2 separate regions of the Gossypium hirsutum genome follow, and region 1 is linked to region 2. A link is a contact called in public Hi-C data. All regions are on one chromosome and are shown on one strand. Each heading gives the region's core, a stretch centred on a gene start, on an enhancer-like site or on the middle of the called end of the contact. The rest is flanking DNA. Distances are from core to core; before and after follow the strand shown.

Region 1 (3,653 bases), core at 611-3,110, 190 kb before region 2:
AGCTCCCAAACTGAGTGTGAAGACCCTAATGTCTGTTTCAATTAATCCAAGAGCAACATAGCAATTATGGCATCACCACCAGCCTTTTTCAATTTTCCTGATTGACAGCTTAACCATCAGTTTTGTTTTGATGAAACAATATTTTTTTATTTTATTTTTTATGTTTGCAGTTAGAGAAAGGGTAAAAATATTTACACTTAGGGTCTGTTTGATTGCCAGTAAAATATTTTCCGTAAAATGATTTCTGGAAAATATTTTACTTTTCTGTAAAATGATTTACTGGAAAATATTTTCTTGTGTTTGATTGAATCTGTGTAAAATATTTTCTACTGTTTGACAGATTCCCTCAAAATATTTTCTGAAAAGTTTGTTTTTACATATATTAATATATATTAATAAATTTTTATATTTTAAATTATTTTTACATATATTGCAATGATTTATTTATAATAATACTCAATTATTAAGCTACAATATTAATCGTTATAAATTGAAAAAAATAATATCAAATAAATTATTTGTAATTGTGTTAAAAAACAAGTATTGAATAATTAAAAAAAAAGTTACTGGAAAATCGATAAACAGAAGAAGTTTTCTACCGGAAATGAAGGAAGGAATGAAGGAGGCGATAGAGAGGAGAGCACGGAAAATGTCTTACGGAAATTGAAAGGGTAAGACATTTTCCCTAAATTGTTACCCATTTTCTGTTGTTTTGGAGTTCATTTTCCAAATGGAAAATGTTTTCTGCCAATCAAACACTGGAAAAGTTGGAAATGATTTTCCGGAAAATCAATTCCGTCAATCAAACAGACCCTTAATTTGATAAGTACTCGGACTTAATTTGTTGGCAGTCCTATTCCCTAGTTAAGTATGAACAATAATTTTTAATTAAGAGGAATTGGGCTCAATCTAATTTTGGGTGTGTGCCTACGCCAACCTTTAACTTAATAGCTTAGCATAAGGGAGAAATTGAGCCCAAGTTGTACCCTTCTACAGCTACTCTTCTTCATCAGGACCATCTTATATTTTTTAATAATATAAATATTAATTCCATCAAATGCGAGATTTATACGAGGAATTTTATTTGGATTAAATTTTTCAAAATCCTTTATTTATTTAAGAAAATGTATTGAAGAATTTTAAAATTTGTGAATAGTTTCAATAGAGATTTTAACAGCTCAAATTTCTTTCTTAAATCCCACTTAAAAGAAGTGGTTTTTCAAAAGTCATCGTAATTTTAATTTTTTTAATACAAATGGTTGCACCATAAGATAAAAAAAACTTAAACTTCAAAAATAATTTTTATTTAATTATAATATATCATTTTTAAAACTTATTTTATTAAAATTATTTATAATTTTTACTAATATAATGATATCCATATTAATTATTATTTTTAATTCGTAATATTCCAATAAATTAAAATTTTTAAATAAATTATTATCCAAACAAAATGCAAAGAGTTAATGAACATTTTAAAATTATCAAAATTTTTCATCCAAAACACAATCTAAAAGGAAACCCTCTAATTCTGCAAACTGGGGTGCTTAACCGGAAGCTAAATTTTAGAGGTGAAGCTCAGAGGCGCAAAGTAATGTTGAAAAAGATTAAATCAAATATAGTGAAACAAATGGTTAAAGTTTAGTGCTGATTTTTCAAGATTTAATGTCTGCTTATTATATCCCTCCTTCAATTATAACATTACAAAAAAAACTAATAATAATTCAAGACGAAAGAAAAATTTGAAATCTTCTTTGCCAAGACATTTAAATTTTACTCTTCATTCATAAGGACCCAGCGACAACGGTCCAAGGCAACCAAAAAACAAATAAACAAGGCCTCGGCCCACCACAGAACAATCCCACATAATAAAAACCACCAAAATCGATTCATCTTTCTTATGAAGGCATTTGCCAAACTGTGATGTTCAACAATTTCTGTCTATTCCGGTTATCATGCTTAGGTCGAGTGATACTTCTTACAACAACCCAGATTGATTTTAAGTGTCAAAGATGTGGAGCACCTTCAGATAAAAGGGACAAAGTCAGAATTGTTGATCAGGAGTGGGGAGCCCATATATTTTTATCACAAAACTTATATATTTTATAAAAAAAATTTAAATTTTTTTTAAAAAAATCTTTGATATACTTTGGGGCCAAACACAACTTTGTCCTCTTTTTTCAACACTAACTATAAAATCAAAATAAAATTTTTTAAACCTAAAGAGGCTTAAAAGAAATTTCATAAGATTTAAGGGGATTGCCAGCCACCTAAATTTGCGTCTATTCAGAGACAACTTTTCATGCCATTCGAGATTGTCAGGTTTTTCATAAAACCCCTATTTTAAGGTGGGTTTGAATGAACAGTGCGTTTACATGCGGTTAGTATAAAAATAGCGGTGACAGATATTATAGCATGAGACAAAAAGTAAACTAAATACACCACACTACACTCAATTGACATTCAAACCTACCCTTAATTGGTATTAATGATGCTTTGTTGCATGTTGATGTGACTAGTAGTATTGATTGCCTCAAGTCTATGAGGAGGTTGCTTGACAAAGAAGCTTTTACAAGCTTGCTAGTCTTAACGTGATACCTTCGAATAGTGCAGAATAATGAGATTGTTGAGGGGTGGAGGACCTCTCCTTAGCCTTGGACTATGCGCACGGATTGCACCATGACTTTCGACTGCATAGGCCTATGTTGCCGAAAGAGCCAAGGATCAAATATTGGCAGCCCCTCTTGATGCCACAATGAAGGTTAAAATGGATGCCGCCTTTGATGCATCAACAAGGGAAGTTGGATTGGGGACTGTGGTGTGGGATGCTTACGGCATTGCTTGTAGTGGCACGGCAAGGGATATGGGCGATGCACATGACTCCTATTGGGCAGGGCCCATGATAATCTTTAGGAAATCCGATTTGCACATAATGAAAGATATCCTTATGTTTGTTTTAAAGAATGATTCTTTCTTAATTATTTCTAAACTTGATTCTTTATTATGGACTTAACTTTATGAGTCATTTGTTGCATGATGCTCCCACTTTGGTCATTTCATTTTTCAAATATATAGTTGGAATGGGCAATCGTTTAGCATATAACTTAAGTCGTATGAGTTCAAATAAAATAGATAAATTTAGTTCTAAGTTGAATTGTCCACAATGTTTTTCTTAAAAGAATAATTCACAACGTTTCACATGTTAATAGAACCACCTTTTTTGACATTTATATTAAAAAAAAAACACACATTATTTCATGACTTCAATCAATCTCTTGGGAGTTCAATCTTTGCGTCTCCTAAAGTTGTATAGAGAAACAGCGTCTTAGGTAGGGCGCAGGGCCGGGTGTGAACCTGACATCATTGGATGCCGGTCAATTGCTTTTGTGCCGACATGTTTCTTTTTCCCCCCTCTTTTACCTTCCTATTTTTCACTTAATATCTGATTTCTCATCTTGCATTGCGTGTTCTAAATTATTGTTTTGCACTGTTAAGACAGAACTATTTCTTTATTTTAACAGTTGTGATATTTCTTTTGAAGTGATTATTATAATTACGATGAATGCGATATAATCAAAAACTATATTCAATTTTTTTATAATGATCTTATCATATTTAAAGCTATTATATTCAATTTTCTTAGGGTTCACCCA
Region 2 (3,238 bases), core at 716-3,215:
CAGGGGCCTTGTCATGACTACTAACTTTGAACGTCACAATGTGGGTCGAAAGTGAGTGACGTCGCGATGTCGATATGCATGAAGTCGCGATGTGACTTATTGAGTTGGCAATGTCACAACGTGGAGATTGTGAAGTCACAACGTTGATCCAAGAAGTTCAAAATCTTACAATTTAGTCCTAATTCATGCTTGGGTTAACAAAAGAGCTTTTGTAAGCTCGTATGGGACCTAGAAATGATTGTGACACATGTTTATAATATGGATGACACTTGTTTGCTTATGTGATTGGTTGAATGTTGTAAAAAAAAATTTAAGTTGCTCTGGCAACGAATATAGCATCCTACAACTCAAACTCAACGATCAGGTCGGGTGAGGGGTGTTACAATAATACTTGACTGAGGACATTTAAGAATGATCACATCATTTTTTGGATATTATCATTATACAGTTTATTTAACCACATAAATAAGTACTGAAAACAATAATGGAAATACCTTTATTAATAAATTATGTAAAAGTATGTTATTACAATCATCACATGATTGATCTTTGGGCACACTCCAACACTAATGACTTATTAAAAGGTCATTCATCCTTCTTTATTTGGTGCATTGAGTGAGGACAAATATGTTTTTTTAGGAACCTTTCTTTGAGTACAAAATCATATGTATATTGAGTTATTATTTTGTAGCTTAGTTTGTTCTAAGTAGGAATAACATGTTTAGTGAGAAAATTCACTTTAAATGTACGAGATTAAAGGTACAATAATTTTAGAATTGGTTGAGCTTGAATTAATATTTTGCTTAAGACTTATTTCATGGATTCATCTCTGAATAAGGTATTACCAATATACATAAACATCTTCAGTTTTGAAATATTTTTTCTAAAGTAACAATGACAAAGTTATAATAGCATTAGCAAAAGTACTTAATCTTCCTGATGCTTTATACCAAAAGATATGATATTGCTAGGCCTTTATCTTATTATAATGGTTTGAATCACTCTTATTAAATTATTTCAATCCATTGGTTGAAAAATTTTGAAATGCATTTTTATAGAAAATTAATAATAAATCATTAAAAGTATTAATTTTAACTATCAAAAATCAAAATGTGACAATTTTATTAAAATAGAAGGTAAGAAGTTGTCTCTAAACAATGATTGAAAATGATATTTACCGATGTTGAATCAAATAAAAATATTGGTGAAATACCGACATACTAATAAATCTCAAGCAAAGGATGCGATCATGTTTGCATCAAAATTTCACTCCCTTCCATTAGTCATTAACCCTAGCGAAAGCATTTTTCACTTCCATTTGTAAGTAAAGGACAAGCGTTGGTAAAAACAGAAAAAGAAAAGAGAAGCGGAGGGGAAGGGGAAGGGGAAGGGGAAGTAGAAGAGACGCGCGAAAGGTAAGCGAGTGAAGAAGGAGAAAAGGGTAAAAAGAAAATAGGAGGGGCAATCCATTGGTGAGATAATGGAAGGAAAGAGGGAAAGATGGGCCTCTTCCCGTACTCTTGGATGGGACTTTTCTGGAAAGTTTTTCCTTTTCCTAACATTATTCTCATTTCCTTTTATGTTTCCAAACGCTCCTTCCTTTTCTTCTACTTCACCTTTTTTTTTTTTTAATTTTAACTTCCCCTTTTTCTTTTTAACCATTCTTATATATATTTTTTACGGTAAAAAGTAAAAACTAGATTTGTCAAAGCATATGGAACTATTTGACTAATCCGGTTGCTATTCCTCTGTTCTGAATATAACAACATATTTAGACTTTGCTTTTGTTTTATGCTAATTTCAAAATTTAAATAAAACCAACGAAATTTACCTTTTGTAGGTTTAAACCAAAGAATTTAAAAATTTCACAACTTCTTCTACTCTAATCACCAAATTTCATTGATTTTTTCAATATTGGTTTTTAAAAACAGAGCCTGAAAAGAAAAATTGAACTTATTTAGAAACAAAAACAAATTTCTTTCATTCATTCATTTATCAGAGAAAGTTAAAGTACAAAAAAAGAAAAACAAAAGCTAAGAGAGAGAAGAAAAAAAATAAAAGAAAACTACTAATAAAGGAGATTGTGGATGCTTAGCTCAAACTGGCCTCGTCTATGCTGTATTGGGCAGTCAGGTTTATAGCAGATATTCTAACTTAAGCTAACCTCTCCTCTCCCTTGCCTTCCTACCTATACTACCTTTTAGCTAACTCACAACTCTCCTAGGTTTTCTTTTTCTTTTATTACTCATTTATTTGTTCCACCTTTATATATAAAGAGAAAAAGAGATAAAAGAGACAGTTTTTAGCTCTCTCTCTCTCTGAATTCTCTGGTTTTTTTCTTCTTTTTTATTACTTCTAAGAGAAGATGGTGATCGTGAATTTTTAAGTTGTTCTCTTTTGAAGGATACATATCAAGTTTCATCAAGATTATAAGTAGGGGAAGTTGTGAAAAGAGAGGCGGGAAAATGTGGGATCTTAATGACTCTCCTTATCAGCAACCTAGAGACGATGAATCCGAGGGGTGTTCATCACAGAAAACTTCTGTAGATGGAGATGAAGATAAGGGTAAACGGGTCGGATCCGTTTCGAATTCGAGCTCTTCAGCTGTGGTGGTGGAGGATGGATCGGAAGAAGAAGAGGGAGAGAGGGTTAAAGCAGCTTTAAAGAAGCGAAGCAACAAGATGATTTTTGGGTTCCCGGTGCCTGGTGAAGGAGTTTTCACGGAGAACAGTGATCCGGCTCCAGTGACCCGTCAGTTTTTCCCGCTTGATCAAGACCCGGAAATGGGGGCCAACTGTGTCGGAAGTGGACCAGGGTTCCCTCGTGCTCACTGGGTTGGTGTCAAATTCTGTCAATCGGAGCCTCTCCCCCATGCTAAATCTGTTGAAGTTTCTCAGCCCATGAAGAAAAGCAGGAGAGGACCCAGGTCAAGAAGCTCTCAATATAGAGGAGTTACCTTTTATAGAAGAACTGGCAGATGGGAGTCTCATATCTGGTTTGTTAATTTCTGTTTTTTTTTCTAACAAAGCTTTGAATTTTCTTGTTTTTTTTTCCCTCGAGCCAATCAGAATTTAAGCCTTTTTTTTCTTTGGGTTTGTCATTTAACGTACAGGGATTGTGGAAAGCAAGTTTACTTAGGTATGGCTATTTTTTCTTTTTTTAAAAAATACATTTTGAGACAGATTTTGTTTTTGCAATTTAATGTTTTGTGAGTTAGATAAGATGGGTCTTTTTCTTC

Evidence for each region. Hi-C and Micro-C count contacts between places; a contact is called where the count stands out from the background.
Region 1: a Hi-C map of leaf shows a contact between it and region 2, with 4 times the contacts expected there. The contact joins the enhancer-like site here to the promoter of LOC107913226 in region 2. A contact is called at or near these places in 19 of 34 Hi-C or Micro-C datasets (anther, callus, cotyledon and 5 more).

Annotation. Positions count from the first base shown.
Region 1 is chrD11:26,176,283-26,179,935 of Gossypium_hirsutum_v2.1, reverse strand. No RefSeq gene overlaps it. Among protein-coding and RNA genes, the nearest start is that of LOC107913223, 21 kb to the left of the region's middle. Within about 2 kb of position 1,860, at least 3 of the 9 cell types and tissues checked have an H3K27ac peak or open chromatin away from gene starts, as enhancers often do. A contact at or near this core is called in leaf, where this site is marked.
Region 2 is chrD11:25,982,015-25,985,252 of Gossypium_hirsutum_v2.1, reverse strand. LOC107913226 (floral homeotic protein APETALA 2) reads left to right here and starts at 1,965. Exons shown (of 10, transcript XM_041103938.1): 1 at 1,965-2,995; 2 at 3,113-3,138. The coding sequence starts at 2,466.